Regions from separate parts of the Mus musculus genome. Here region 2 is linked to region 1. A link is a contact called in public ChIA-PET data. All regions are on one chromosome and are shown on one strand. Each heading gives the region's core, a stretch centred on a gene start, on an enhancer-like site or on the middle of the called end of the contact. The rest is flanking DNA. Distances are from core to core; before and after follow the strand shown.

Region 1 (6,315 bases), core at 2,371-4,870:
TCTGTCTTTTTATAAAGACACAGACCACACTGGACTACCCCATCCCACTTACACCCAATTAAATCCTCAATGACTCTATTTCCAACAAAGTCACATTTTTAGGTAGATCCACATAGTTTGAGGGGACATAAACTCATTACATGACTCTCTAGGATAGAGACAGTAGTTGAAGCCATGAGACGAGATACTTGCTTTCCTGCTCCTAGGGAACAAGTAGAAAGAAGATAGACAGGGAAGCTAGCTTTGAAAATGGTTTTGTTGGCCGGGCGGTGGTGGCGCATGCCTTTAATCCCAGCATTTGGGAGGCAGAGGCAGGCGGATTTCTGAGTTCAAGGCCAGCCTGGTCTACAGAGTGAGTTCCAGGACAGCTAGGGCTATACAGAGAAACCCTGTCTCAAAAAAAAAAAAATTGTTTTGTTGGACTAGGAGGAGGAACCAGGGCACAAGACTGGAAGAGGAGAGAGCAGGTAGGAGTTAGGGGTCCTGAGAGCCCAGACAGAAAGTGTCCTGGGGGAAGGGGCTGGGGCCCAGAGATGAAGAGAGGATGCAGCAGAGAGTAAGAGAGTAAGAAGCACAGGGGAGGAGAGATGGCTCAGTGGTCCAGGGCTTGCCTTGTTCACCTGAGTTCAACCCCTGGAACAGACTACAAAAAGTTGTCTTACAGAAGAGTTGGGAAAAAGATTGAGGGACCCCAAGAGAAGAGGGACTCCACAAGGAGGCCAACAGAGTCAGCTAACCTGGACGCTTGTGGGGCTCCCAGAGACTGAATCACCAACCAAAGAGCAAGCACAAACAAAAGTTGGCCTAGGCCCCTGCACCTATAGCAGATTAGCAGCTTGGTCTTCATGCAGGTTCTCCAACAACTGGAGCAGGGGCTGTCCCTGAGACTGTTGCCTACCTGTCTGCCTGTATATCCTGCACCCCTAAATGGACAGCCTTGTCTGGCCTTAGTGGGAGAGGATGTGTGCCTAGTCCTGAAATCCTCTTGTGTGGGGCTGTGGGTGTGTGGGTATGAGGGTATGGGGAATTAAGATGGGTGTGGGGGGAGGGTTGACATCCAGAGGGGGGCTTCCCTTTCTAAGGTAAATGGGGGGAGGACTTACTTGAGGGGGTACTGGGAGTAGAGGAAGGGCTGATATTGGTTTGTAAAGTGAATAAATAAATTTAATTTTAAAAGTTGTCCTCTGATCTCCACATACACACCACACACCATCACACACACACACACACACACATACTAGCAATGCATAAGACAAACAAGAAGGGACATGAGGAAACAGCCACCTGGCCTGAAAAACAGAAGTCACACACTTCTGAAGCATGACCCTGGGAGAAGAGTCCTTGGGGACCTCAAGGGCTGAAACCCCTATTTTATGTTCTCTCCACACTCGTTCCACAGAGCCACAGGAATGAGGGAGCTGGGTGTCTTGCTCATTTCTGGATCCGGTGTGGATGCGGCACAGTGTATGGTAGTGAGTATGGCCTCAGATCTATCTGGTTCTTCTCGGCTATTAAATCCTGTATGGCACATTCTATCAGCTACCCTTTTATCAACACAGTGGGAAATTTAATTAGTTCCTGGTATTTTTTTGGTTTGGTTTGGTTTTGGTTTTTAGTGACAGGATTTCTCTGTATAGCCCTGGCTGTCCTGGAACTCACTCTGTAGACCTCGAACTCAGAAATCTGCCTGCCTCTGCCTCCCAAGTGCTAGGATTAAAGGCGTGCGCCACCACCGCCCGGCTGTTGCTGGTATTTTTGTTTGGTAAATGTCTTTAGGGTTTGAATAACTCTGATAAAATGCTATGATCAAAGGTAACTTGGGAAAGAAAGAGTTTAAATTCACCTTACAGTTTAAAAATCTATCACCCAGGGAAGTCCGGGCAGGAGCTGATGTAGAGGCCATGGAGGAGTGCTGCTTACTGGCTTACTCCTCATGGCTTGCTCAGCCTGCTTTCTTATTGCACCCAGGACCATCAGCCCAGGCAGGGTGGCACTGCCCAAGTGAGCCGGGCCCTCCCACATCTATCACCAACCAAGAAAATGCACCACAGGCTTGCCCACCGGCCAATACAGTGGAGTCAGTTTTTTAATTGACTTTCACTCCTCCAAAGTTGTGTCCAGTTGACATAAAACCAGCTGGTACAATAACATTCATTAAATGAGATGTAAACTGGTATTCCATTAATGAACTTACCCAGAATTCGTTAGGTACCTACATGGTATTAAGCGCTACACATACTGACTGTCTATAGCTGCTTCCCAAAGTTTTGGCAACCATCAAGTGCGCATTTGTCTACATTCTGGCCCATTTAATAGATGGAAGAGCAGAGGACCAGGTGGCAGGGCAGGGAAGAGTGGTGGTAAGACACAAAGAGAGGAGCCCACTTCTCCCTGGCACACTTTGATAAAAATGTTAAACTTTTACCAGAGATCTGCTAAGTTCTTAAGTCTTCCTTCCGATGCTCATTCTGACATATAAGCAAGAGCTTTTACCAGATGAGGCAATTGGATGCCATGACCAATATTAGGCTGGAACCCCTGCTCACCCCCTGCACAAGGTAGGGAAACCACGCCTGCTCTCCTTCCCCAACCCTGCCCCCACAGAGACACCCTACCGCCACTCCTGTCTGCTTGGAGAAAACTCCTGGCTAACACATCATCACTCCTGTCTCCCTGTTTCCAGCATCCCACCAAGAGTGCCCACCCAGGGGCTTAGGTTTTGACCATGTATGGACACAAGACTAGCTCCTAGCTGGCAGGTCATCACTCCTTGCCTAAAACCTATAAAACTGCCTTGCTTTATTCTAGGAGTGGGACTTTGCTGACCCCCACCTGTGAGATTGGTGAACCCTCCTGAGAGCTGCCAGCTAATAAACCCGTCTTTATCTATTTTTAATCTGGCCTATATCTGTGTCACTGAGAGAGAGAAAATGTCTATCAACCAAGAGCAGATCCTGCTGGGCTCCACCTTCTGCCCTGGCTGTCTTACATAGACTCAGATAGCCAGCTGACTACCTCATGGCGGTACCAGCCACAGGTACTTACACACACTCTACAGGAACCTTAGTAAACTATACAACTATTGCAACCCATTGCTTGGCTCTGGAAGGTGCAACCTGAGCCAGGGTTGTTTCACACAGTCCATATCGACTGCTGGCTGTCACAAGCCTTGTTGAACTCTAGAATTTTGTTATTCCTTTCTCAGATGAAATAACTTCTCGATCATCACTCTCTCCCTATCCTTACTGACAGAAGGTATCCTCATTACCTCAGTGTACTAATCTGTAAAATAGAGAGAGAGAAAAAAAGTTTCCTTTGCAGGATTCCTTGAAGGATCAAGACGTAAGCGTACGGAGAGCTTGGTACACAAAGGGCTCTTTGGACATTTATTGTCATTATAAACCGCAAGGCCCAGTTTCCTCTCCCCTTACTGGGCGCTCCGACTGGCCTTTGTGCCATGCTGCACTCAGGCACTCCATTTTTCTGCCTGTAACAAAGAGAGGAAGTGCGAGGCTATTGCTTGCCTCTCTAGCGGGAGGTTGAGCCCAGCTGGTGCTTTCCCCACCGCTCCCGGCACCTAGAACTACAACTCCCAGCGTCGCCCGCGGCGGCAGCAAAAGATGCGCATGCGTTGAGCGCCGCCACGCCTGGTCTTGGGCGGTAGACTAGAGCGGGTCTTGCTTAGTAGAGCGGGCACATCTTGGAGCTCGCGCCTCCTGCGGCGTCGCGGTCCCTGGTGAGCCGTAGAGGGCCAGTGCCATGATCCGACAAGAACTCTCCACGTCCTACCAGGAGGTGCGGACCGGACGGGCGCGGAGGGCGGGCAGGGCGCCGCGACCCCGGTGCAGGTGGATGATTGGCACTCCGTGGCATGCGGGCTCTGCAGCAGGTGGAGCCCCTGCGTGGTCCCGGCACGCGGGGATAACAAGGGACCCTGGAGTCTGGCTGTGGGGAACGCGTGTGGCCAGCAGCTCCTCGGCAGCTCCTCGCCTTCCCCAGAACCCCAGCAGCCCTTTGTCTGTCGCCCGAACCTCCCGCTTCCCTTCGCAGAGCCGCGCTGGCTCCGGGCCCCTTCTGTTCCTCTGGTGTGGGGCTTCCCCGGCTCTGCCCTGCCTGGGTGTCTTTCCGCGACGCCGCATCCTTAGCCGTCAGCCACCACTGTCCAGGTTTGCTCGAGGCCGTGCAGCCGCCCCATGCCGTTAGACCTTGTCCAACCGGAGCAGCCCAACCTTAGCTTGTCTCCATGTCCGTCTCCACCCACGGAGGCCCTGGCCACACTGGAAACTCACACTCTCCAAACGAGTTAGCAGCGTGCTGAACTCAGCGCCCTGGGGTCACTGATGATCCCGGGTGAATACCAGGATGCAGACAGCTCTTGCTTCTGCGGAGTTTTGGGGTACTAGCTTCAGAGGACCGCAGTGTAGCAGAGCTTATAAGATAATGTATTGAAATACAGGCTGTTGTCCTGTTCGCAGAGCAAGGCCACAAGTAGATAGATTCAGGTGCTCACTGGAATCGTGCCTAATGGTAGAAGGCGTTAAAGAGGCCCCGCCTCCCTTTGCGTTCTTCAGATCTGTTTGAAGTCCCAAGAAGACTGGCTTGCATCTTTCTTGCCCGGGTTGTTTTGAGAGCGGACCTAATGAAATTAGGTATTTGCTGAGGTTCCGCTCTAGAAAGGAGCTTTCTGAGAAGTTTGGCCTGGGATAGGCAAAGGCTTGTGCTGGCTGCTGAGTATCAAGAAGGCGATTGGAGGGACGGGGATTGCCACTATACCTGGGTTCTTGGGACCACTGTCCCTCTTGAGTTTTGTTTTGTTTTGTTGTTGTTGTTTTGGTTTTTTTTTCTTTTATGTAAATCATCTAGGGTAAATGTGAAAGATCTCTGAGGGCTGGGGGTGTCTGTAGCCGAGATGGTTCAGTACTTGCTTAGTACTAGGAGGTAGAGGCTGAAGGCCCAGAAATTCGAGGTCATTCTCCACTATAGTGAGTTTGAAGCCAGCCTGGATTACATGAGACCCTGTCTCTGAGTGGAGAAAAGGTACCTTTTCATGTGATATCCCGATGAGCCTGGGCTGGACCCCTGCAAACCACGGGGTTCACCTGCCTAAAATGATGGGACACTGATCCCGGACTTTGCTTTCTCAGCAGCAAGATTTCTCCCGTCTGACAGGTCATGTGAGAAGACTGCTGAGCTAGATTGCGGTTGCCTGGTACCTGGACATCTGTCGCCCCTGCTTTGCCATTTGCACCCACATCTGTGGGCTTTAGTGTCCCACGGAGACACCAGTTTTGCTGTTGTCAGTTTTTTTTCTCTGAGTGGACTCTAAGCCACATTTCCTCTTCCTCTAGGAAGTGGTTAGGACCGTGGGCTTTGGAATGAGACCAAGGTGGCGTGATTTCTGTTTCACTAACTGACTGTGGCTCTGGGAGATGCTGAAGGGTGACTCCAGTACTTGTCCTGTTTGGACTCGGAACTAGAGTCACTTTGGGTTATTGCACAATGACAAGCGTTGGGCTCTGAATCGATCATTATGATTGTCCTTAAAGATGTACCCCAAGGGGGTGCACACTGCAGGGGACCCTGTAAAAATGGAGGCAGGGGTTAGACATCAGGCACAGCTACCAATAGCCCTGAGAATGCCAGGGTAATCAGCAGAAGCTAGGAGACAGGCTGGGAATACAGGTCTCCCTCACTGCTCATCGAGCCAGCCCTGCTAAATCCTTTCCTGTAGTTTCCCAGGAAACTTCTGTGAGAGAAGACAGAGGACTTGGTCTCACACATCCTGTGTCATGTGGCCTTTGTGCATGTGTGACGGTTATGTGGATGGCAGCTTCTGCTTTTTTTTTTTAGCCTAGAAAGGCAAGGCCAGTCCAGCTAAACTGTTCACGCCTTCTCCTTCAGCTCAGCGAGGAGTTGGAGCAGGTGGTTGAGAACTCGGAGCAGGCAGACGAACGAGACAAGGAGCTGGTCCAAGTACAAGGTCCAGGTGTCGTGCCAGGTGAGTGGGTTTAGGATGCTGGCTGTGTGCTGCTACAGCTGGAGGCCCAGTCTAGGCACCTTGCCAGCAGAGGGAGGGGACATCTCCTCTCCTCCACACTTGTACCCTGGAGTTGGGTCTCAAGGTCTGCCCGGTTCTAAAGCTCTACATATTTAATCAGCCTCCAGCTGGAGGACGTGCCTTTTCAAGGTCTGTGTTCTTGATAGTGGGGTTGGAACCAGTTCCTGAAGCCAGGCCATTCTTTTTCCCCAAGGAGGTGCTGGCCAGCATGTCTTTAATGCCCTGATCATGTCCCAGAGCCCCATGGGAGAAAACCT
Region 2 (6,331 bases), core at 862-3,361, 120 kb after region 1:
TAATTCCCTGATGAGATCACTTATGGCCATCTCCACAAATGGAGAGGGACAAGGCCCAGAAAAATACAGAGAAGAACAAGAAAGCCAGATAGCCAAGCAATTAACTGTGGTGTGTACATGCATACAGACTCCACAGTGAAACTCCCTAGCAATGTTTTGCTCAGATTAATGATTAAATGGCTGTGTGTATTTTGACTAGAAGCCAACAGCTGGGCAAGGTAAGAGGGAGACATGGTGCCACGGTCAGCCAGGAATGAGAATCAGTCAGGCTTCTGTGCAGATAACCCAAGGCCTTGCACATGGATTCCCCCCAGGACTTCAACTTTGTTCTTTAGAGAAAGGTGTTTTTTTTTGTTTTGTTTTTTTAAGTCCAGACTGACTTCAAACCCATGATCCTCCTGCATCAGCTTAACAGTGCGGGGATAGCACAACATCCAGCTAGCTTCTCAAAATATTTAGCTCACCCTCTGACCCAGACCTGACGTTTGAACCAATGTTGGTTGTGTCTGGAGGGCAGAGTCTGGGGCTCTGAGGTCTGCTGCTGAGAGTCCTCTCCCCTCCGAGGAGCATGCCTATTCTTGACAGCCCACCCTTTCAACAGCACGTTTATTCCTCTTGATTCATTTTGTGCTCAGAAATGTCATTGCTGTGTGCGGAATCACGTGGGAGTCACCTGTTAGGGAGACTAGAGGCAAAGACAATCCAGTGCAGACTCCTATTTAGACAATGCCAGATGTCCATCTTGTCTCAGAGACGTCTGGGGGAGCCCAGGAAGGAAGACAGACTCTGTGGTTTATGTAAACTGTCAGCTTGGCAAGACCTAGAGTCACCTACTTATTTATTTATTTATTTATTTATCTATCTATTTATTTATTTATTTAGAGACAGGGTTTCTCTGTGTAGCCCCGACTGCCCTGAAATTGGCTATGTACACCAATTTGTCAGACTCAGAGACATCTGCCTGCCTCTGCCTTTGGCGCCCTGGGATTAAAGCCATGTGCCACCATGCCCAGCAATCTTAGTTACATCTGCTGTTGCTGTGATGAAACCTCAGGACCAAAGACAACTTACGCAAGAGAGAGTTGATTTTGGCTTTCGGTTCCAGAGGGCAAGAGTCCGTCACGTCACGGTGGAAAGCCATGGCAGCAAGCAGTAGGCATGTGGAGCAGGAACGGAGAGCTTACATCATCATTCAAAAACAGGAGTCGGAGAGCCGAGTGGACATAAGTAAGGTTTTAAACCCTCAAAGCCCACCCCTAATGGCTTACTTCCCCGAAGTGAGACCATACTTCCTGAACGTCTTCAAACAGCTCTACCAACTGGGGACCAAGTATTCAAATACTAGAGCCTATGGCGTGTGTGTGTGTGTGTGTGTGTGTGTGTGTTGGGGGTGGGGAAGTTGGGGGGCAGATAGGGGTGACACATCTTATTTAAACCACCAGAGTCATCTTTGAGCCAAGTCCTCCGGGCACAGCTGTGCAGAGAGTTCTAGATTAGCTTATCTGAGGTGGGTGATGCACCTGGCGGCCGGATAAACAAGCACCCATCGGTCTCCTGACTGCAGATGCAACGTGACCAGCTGCCTTCCTCACGGTGGTGGACTGCCGGTTCAAGGCATGAACCAAAACAAACACTTCTCTCCTCAAGCGGCTCTTGTTGGTGTTTGGTCACAACAAGGGGAAAGGTGACTAACACAGTCTCCTTCAGTGAAATGCACTCCACAGCAGGAAACCACACTCCTCAGATCAAAGGAGGGGGTCCCTCTCTGAGACTTCTTCCCTTTCTGCCTATCCTTTTCCATCCACATTTAAATTTAAAAAAAAAAATTTTTTTTGATGCAGGGTCTTATGTAACCTGGGCTAAGGACAACCTTTCTATATAGCACAGGCTGACCTTGAACTCCTGACCTTCCTGTCTGTAGCTCCCAGTTCCTGAGATTACAAGTGTGTGCTGCCACAGCTGCCCGCCCCCCCTCTATCCTCTTTTACTGACCACCTTCGTGTTAGGTTCAAGAGCAGAGAATACAGAACAACAACAACAAAAACTAGAGAGCGTGAAGCACTGGGTAGTAGAGCTAATGAATAACCAGCAAGTTCCATAACCCGCCTTGTGCACCTGTATCTCAGGGCCTGCTTTGACAGCAGGGCCTTGGTGGAGGAGGCTGCTGCCAGCAGCTCATTCAGCTAAATCAGTAATAACGTGGGTCTCAGAGCATCTTCAGCACTGTGCTCTATAATAACAGAGGAGAAATATATCCTAACTAAATCCAGGGTAAGGGTGTTGACTGGATGTGTGAATGTGTGTGTGTGTGTGTGTGTGTGTGTGTGTGTGAGAGAGAGAGAGAGAGAGAGAGAGAGAGAGAGCCAACACCAGCTTTAGCTCACTTGGTAACTGAGGCTGGCTTCAAACTTGAGATCCTCCTGTTTCAGTTTCCAAGTGATCGCATTACAGATACCATGTCTGGTTTTGACTGACTTTTGTTTGGAAAACACAAAAAGTCTTCTAGAAGACATTGCTGGATATTGCAGGAACATGTTACATGGCCTGAGAACAGGTGAGATGAGGTAGCTATTGTCAGCTTTTTTTAAAGCATAATAAAGGAAAGAGTGAGGAGAATGTCTTCATTTTTGAGAGATGTGTAGTCATGTATTTTAATTGACCTCTACATATCTCTACATTGAAATAGTCCAGAAAAATAGATGTATATGATAAGATGTAAGCAATAAGACCATCATGCGAGGTGTAAGAGTGTCATCCACGCAGTTCTTTCTATTGTACATCTGAAATTTTTCATAATGAGAAAATGTCCTGAGCACAATGCCTCACATCTATAACCCCAGAACTTGGGAGGCTGAAGAACAGGGCAGCCTGGGCTATGTAGCAAGACTCTGCTCCAACAGACAAAAACAACAATAACAAAAAGCAAGACAAAACCAAAACGAACCATTCTCTGTACTTGCAGTCGGCATACAAAGGCCTTTAATGAGCAAGACCTTCTACATGTTGATCAGCAGATAAAGGATTGCAGATACTTGTCATAGGTGATGCTGAGTGACAATATGCATTGTTTCCTCCGGTCGCTATGGCAACACAGCCACACACACACACACACACACACACACACACACACACACATGGGCTTTCCTTTACAGAACAGAAACTGAAGCCTGGTAAAGTGAAGAAGTTTATCCCAAGTCACGCTCTGGCAGCTAGCAGGGCCAGACCTAGTCAGGCTTTGATCGGGCTCTGTATTGCCTGCTCTTAACTGGTACCCCTCTGTTTATAGCTGCTCAGTAAGCCTTGAAAGTTAATGTCCAGTTAAATCCTTGTGACAGAGTCCATTGTGGTGAAGGGCAACCTGTCCACCTGCATATATAAACAACCATCATGAAGTCTTTCTGCTGAGGCAGGAAGAAGGGAGCTCTGGTGGTTGCTGGGGGGCAGGGAGTAGGGGGGAAGGCCTTGGGAGAGTGAGGGCAAGAATGTGGAAAGATCATGCAAGGAGGGAAGGAATGGGCTTTGCCCTGTGGACCGACAGTTGTCAGAGGCAAATGAAGTTGTGCAGCAGGTAGTTGTGAGCCAGCAGCAGACAGAAAGGCTTTTCTGACATAAGTAGGAAGGTTGTGTCTGCCAGGGCTGCTCTTCATGATGAAGTCACAGCTGACAGCCCTCAAGGTGTTTCTTCCCACCAGAGGCAGCAGGCACAGAGAGACAGTTCCACATTGCCATCACCAGTAGCCTGAGCAGTTCTCTTCATCTTTCAGGAAACTAGTCTCAGGTAAAACGGAATCCTTGGTTCAGTGCAGAAGAGATTCTCGGGGTGGGCCTGTATGCAGCAGAGCTGTGCATTTGCTAAGAGCTGGGTAAGCACAGGCATTCGAGGAGACTAGGTATGCCTGATATCTCTGAGAGAGCCACTCCCCACTGTCTTCACTGTAGCTGTGAAGCCTGTGCTTGGTGTTGTTCAAAGCTGTTACCTCTAAAGGGTTGCTAAGGAACCTAAATGGGGCTACAGGGTGGATCCTGAGGGCAGCAGGCTGGATTTCAGTGGATAAGGTAGAGGGGTTACAGGAAGGCAGGCTATCTCTACTGTCAGTGAGGTCATTGATCTGTTTCTAGAACACACCCGGGATAGCAAGGAGGCCTTACCATGGTCTTCATTGTTATTGTCACAAGAACTATCCTTATATGGAAGGACACTGTCTGTCTCGATGTTGGGACCATCACAGAAAATCTTGATACTTGTGTGGAAATTCTGGCTTCTCTGTTGGTAAGGATCCAACCAGATTCCTGATGATGGACCCTTTCCCTTCCCGTGTCCCCACAATTCTGTTCTCTTTTCTTCATCATCCTTGTCTTCTTTTAAAGATAGGGTCTCACTCTTGGTCTTTGGCTGACCTGGAGTCTACTATGTGCATCAGTCTTAAACTCAGAGAAATCCTCCTGCCTCTGTCTTCTAAGTACTGGTGTGTGTGTGTGTGTGTGTGTGTGTGTGTGTATCTTATTACTTTTTAAAAGATTTATTTATTTTTATTTTATACGTATGGCTGTTTGCCTGCATGTATGTATGTTGTGTGTATCACATACATGCCTGGTACCTGAAGAGACCAGTAAAGGGCACTGGGTCCCCTGGAACTGGAGTCATAGACAGCTGTGACCCACCAAAGCCAGGTCCTCTGCAGGAGCAGGGAGTACTCTTAACTGCTGAGCCACCCCTCCAGTTCACCTTTCAGTGTCTTCTTCACGCGTGTTTTATACGCACTGATGGTTGTGCCGAGACATTTTCATGCATGTACACACTGAATTTCAATCATCTTCACCCTGTCACCTCCCTTTCCTTTCCTACTCATCCATGTTCCCCATCTTCCTACGCTGCCTCATTCCCATGTTGCTTAGTCAATGCCTCCTCATGTCTGAGGTCCCATTACTGACCCATCATTCAGGAGACACAGTGAAATCTAAGAAAGTGGGCTGTGACAAGCTGTCCATACCATCTCTCCTGGCTTCCTTTACTACTTGAGCAGAGAGAGCAGAGGTGTGCCTCACCAGTTGGCCTGAGCATCCAAAACCATGACCTGAGTTGGCCTCTTGATGAACCAGCCCTTGCACAGGGCCAACCTCAAGCCCTGCCGGCTGGTAGGTTCACCCTATAATCACCAGGGTCAAGCTGTGCCGTGTGCTATGTAAGAGGTGGAGAGATTGTGTAAGAGTCAGAAAGACGTGAACACTCCAAGCAAGTCCCCCAGGGGCTGGGCATTAGAGCAGAAGTCACAGACAAGCTTGTCCTATGAGGACAGTGTTCTCTCACAAACCCTTTGGGATGTGGGCTGATCTGGTAAGTGTCATTCCTGGGCACTTGTGGAGCTGCTTGAGTGTCTCCTCATGCAGGGCTAGATTCTTGCTCCTTTGAGCAACTGCTCACGCCACCACATTTCAAATATTTCCAGAAAACTCACTGGATTGCTACAATTACAGACCTCCCCCAGTTGCTACAGCCCAGAGAGAGTCCATGGAAGCTGGTCTCAGAAGAGAAGAAGTACGGCTGTTTGCGGTGTACATAGTGTTTGTGATCTCAGTACTAGGGAGGCTGAGGCAGGAGGATTGAGTATGAGGCCATCTACAGGCTACATGGATAGACACTGTCTCAAAACCAGATAAAAAGTCAAATTCAACCATGACTCCCACTATATAGACTCCATCCTTACAGAGATAAAAGACAATTTCAACCGCAGGAAATATCAGCCGTTTTATCAGTCCTAAAATAGAAAGTACTTCTTGGGGGCGGAGGGAAAGTATTTGCTAAAATAAGTGGCTTCAAGGGACATTTTTCATAAAGGTCTTTCCAGGCCCGAATGATACTTCCACCTACAATCTTTCTTGTCACTACACAGCTTTGACATGAGCTGCTAACATGTTCTTCTTTAAAAGTATCCGCCCCTTTTCCCAAACAAACTACCATCCTCCCTTAACTAACTCATCATCTTTCCCCCAACTAACCCACTGTCGCCCCGACTAACCCACCATCTTCCCAAACTAACCCTCCACCTTCCTCTGGTCTTCCTTCCTCTGACTCTCTGAGCAGCGAGACTCCCTCCTCCCCCATGATCAGTCTCTCTGGAAACACCTTTCACTCCTCTCTTGCCTATACTAATTCTGGATACTTCTCAGCCTCCAGGATGGATGCAGACCGAATATGGCCCACAGGGCACAGCCTATCTCTGTCCTTCCCGCTTGGCTCAGACTTATCTGCTGCTGCACGCACTGTCACCAGACTTCCTTTAACTCTCTATTTGATCCCTGCAGTATCCGTCCTTGGCCTTTGGTAGCTGCT

What was found. ChIA-PET counts read pairs in DNA pulled down with a chosen protein or histone mark.
Region 2: a contact with region 1 is called in an RNA polymerase II ChIA-PET map of effector CD8 T cells, with 42 read pairs. The contact joins the enhancer-like site here to the promoter of Pacc1 in region 1. A contact is called at or near these places in 2 of 39 promoter capture datasets (the C10 cell line and pre-B cells), 2 of 484 Hi-C or Micro-C datasets (the G1E-ER4 cell line and nephron progenitors), 4 of 115 datasets of contacts at active chromatin or transcription factors (the 230-238 cell line, bone marrow-derived macrophages, effector CD8 T cells and 1 more) and 3 of 9 other capture datasets (adipose tissue, liver and pancreatic islet).

The regions. Positions count from the first base shown.
Region 1 is chr1:191,322,282-191,328,596 of GRCm38.p6, forward strand. It overlaps Pacc1 (proton activated chloride channel 1), which reads left to right and starts at 3,621. Exons shown (of 8, transcript NM_025864.4): 1 at 3,621-3,795; 2 at 5,902-5,998. The coding sequence starts at 3,760.
Region 2 is chr1:191,444,495-191,450,825 of GRCm38.p6, forward strand. It overlaps Gm32200 (predicted gene, 32200), which reads right to left. Exons shown (of 6, transcript NR_151615.1): 3 at 1,072-1,092. Among named protein-coding and RNA genes, the nearest start is that of Gm31987, 15 kb to the left of the region's middle. Within about 2 kb of position 2,112, at least 102 of the 459 cell types and tissues checked have an H3K27ac peak or open chromatin away from gene starts, as enhancers often do. A contact at or near this core is called in the 230-238 cell line, the G1E-ER4 cell line, effector CD8 T cells and 3 more, where this site is marked.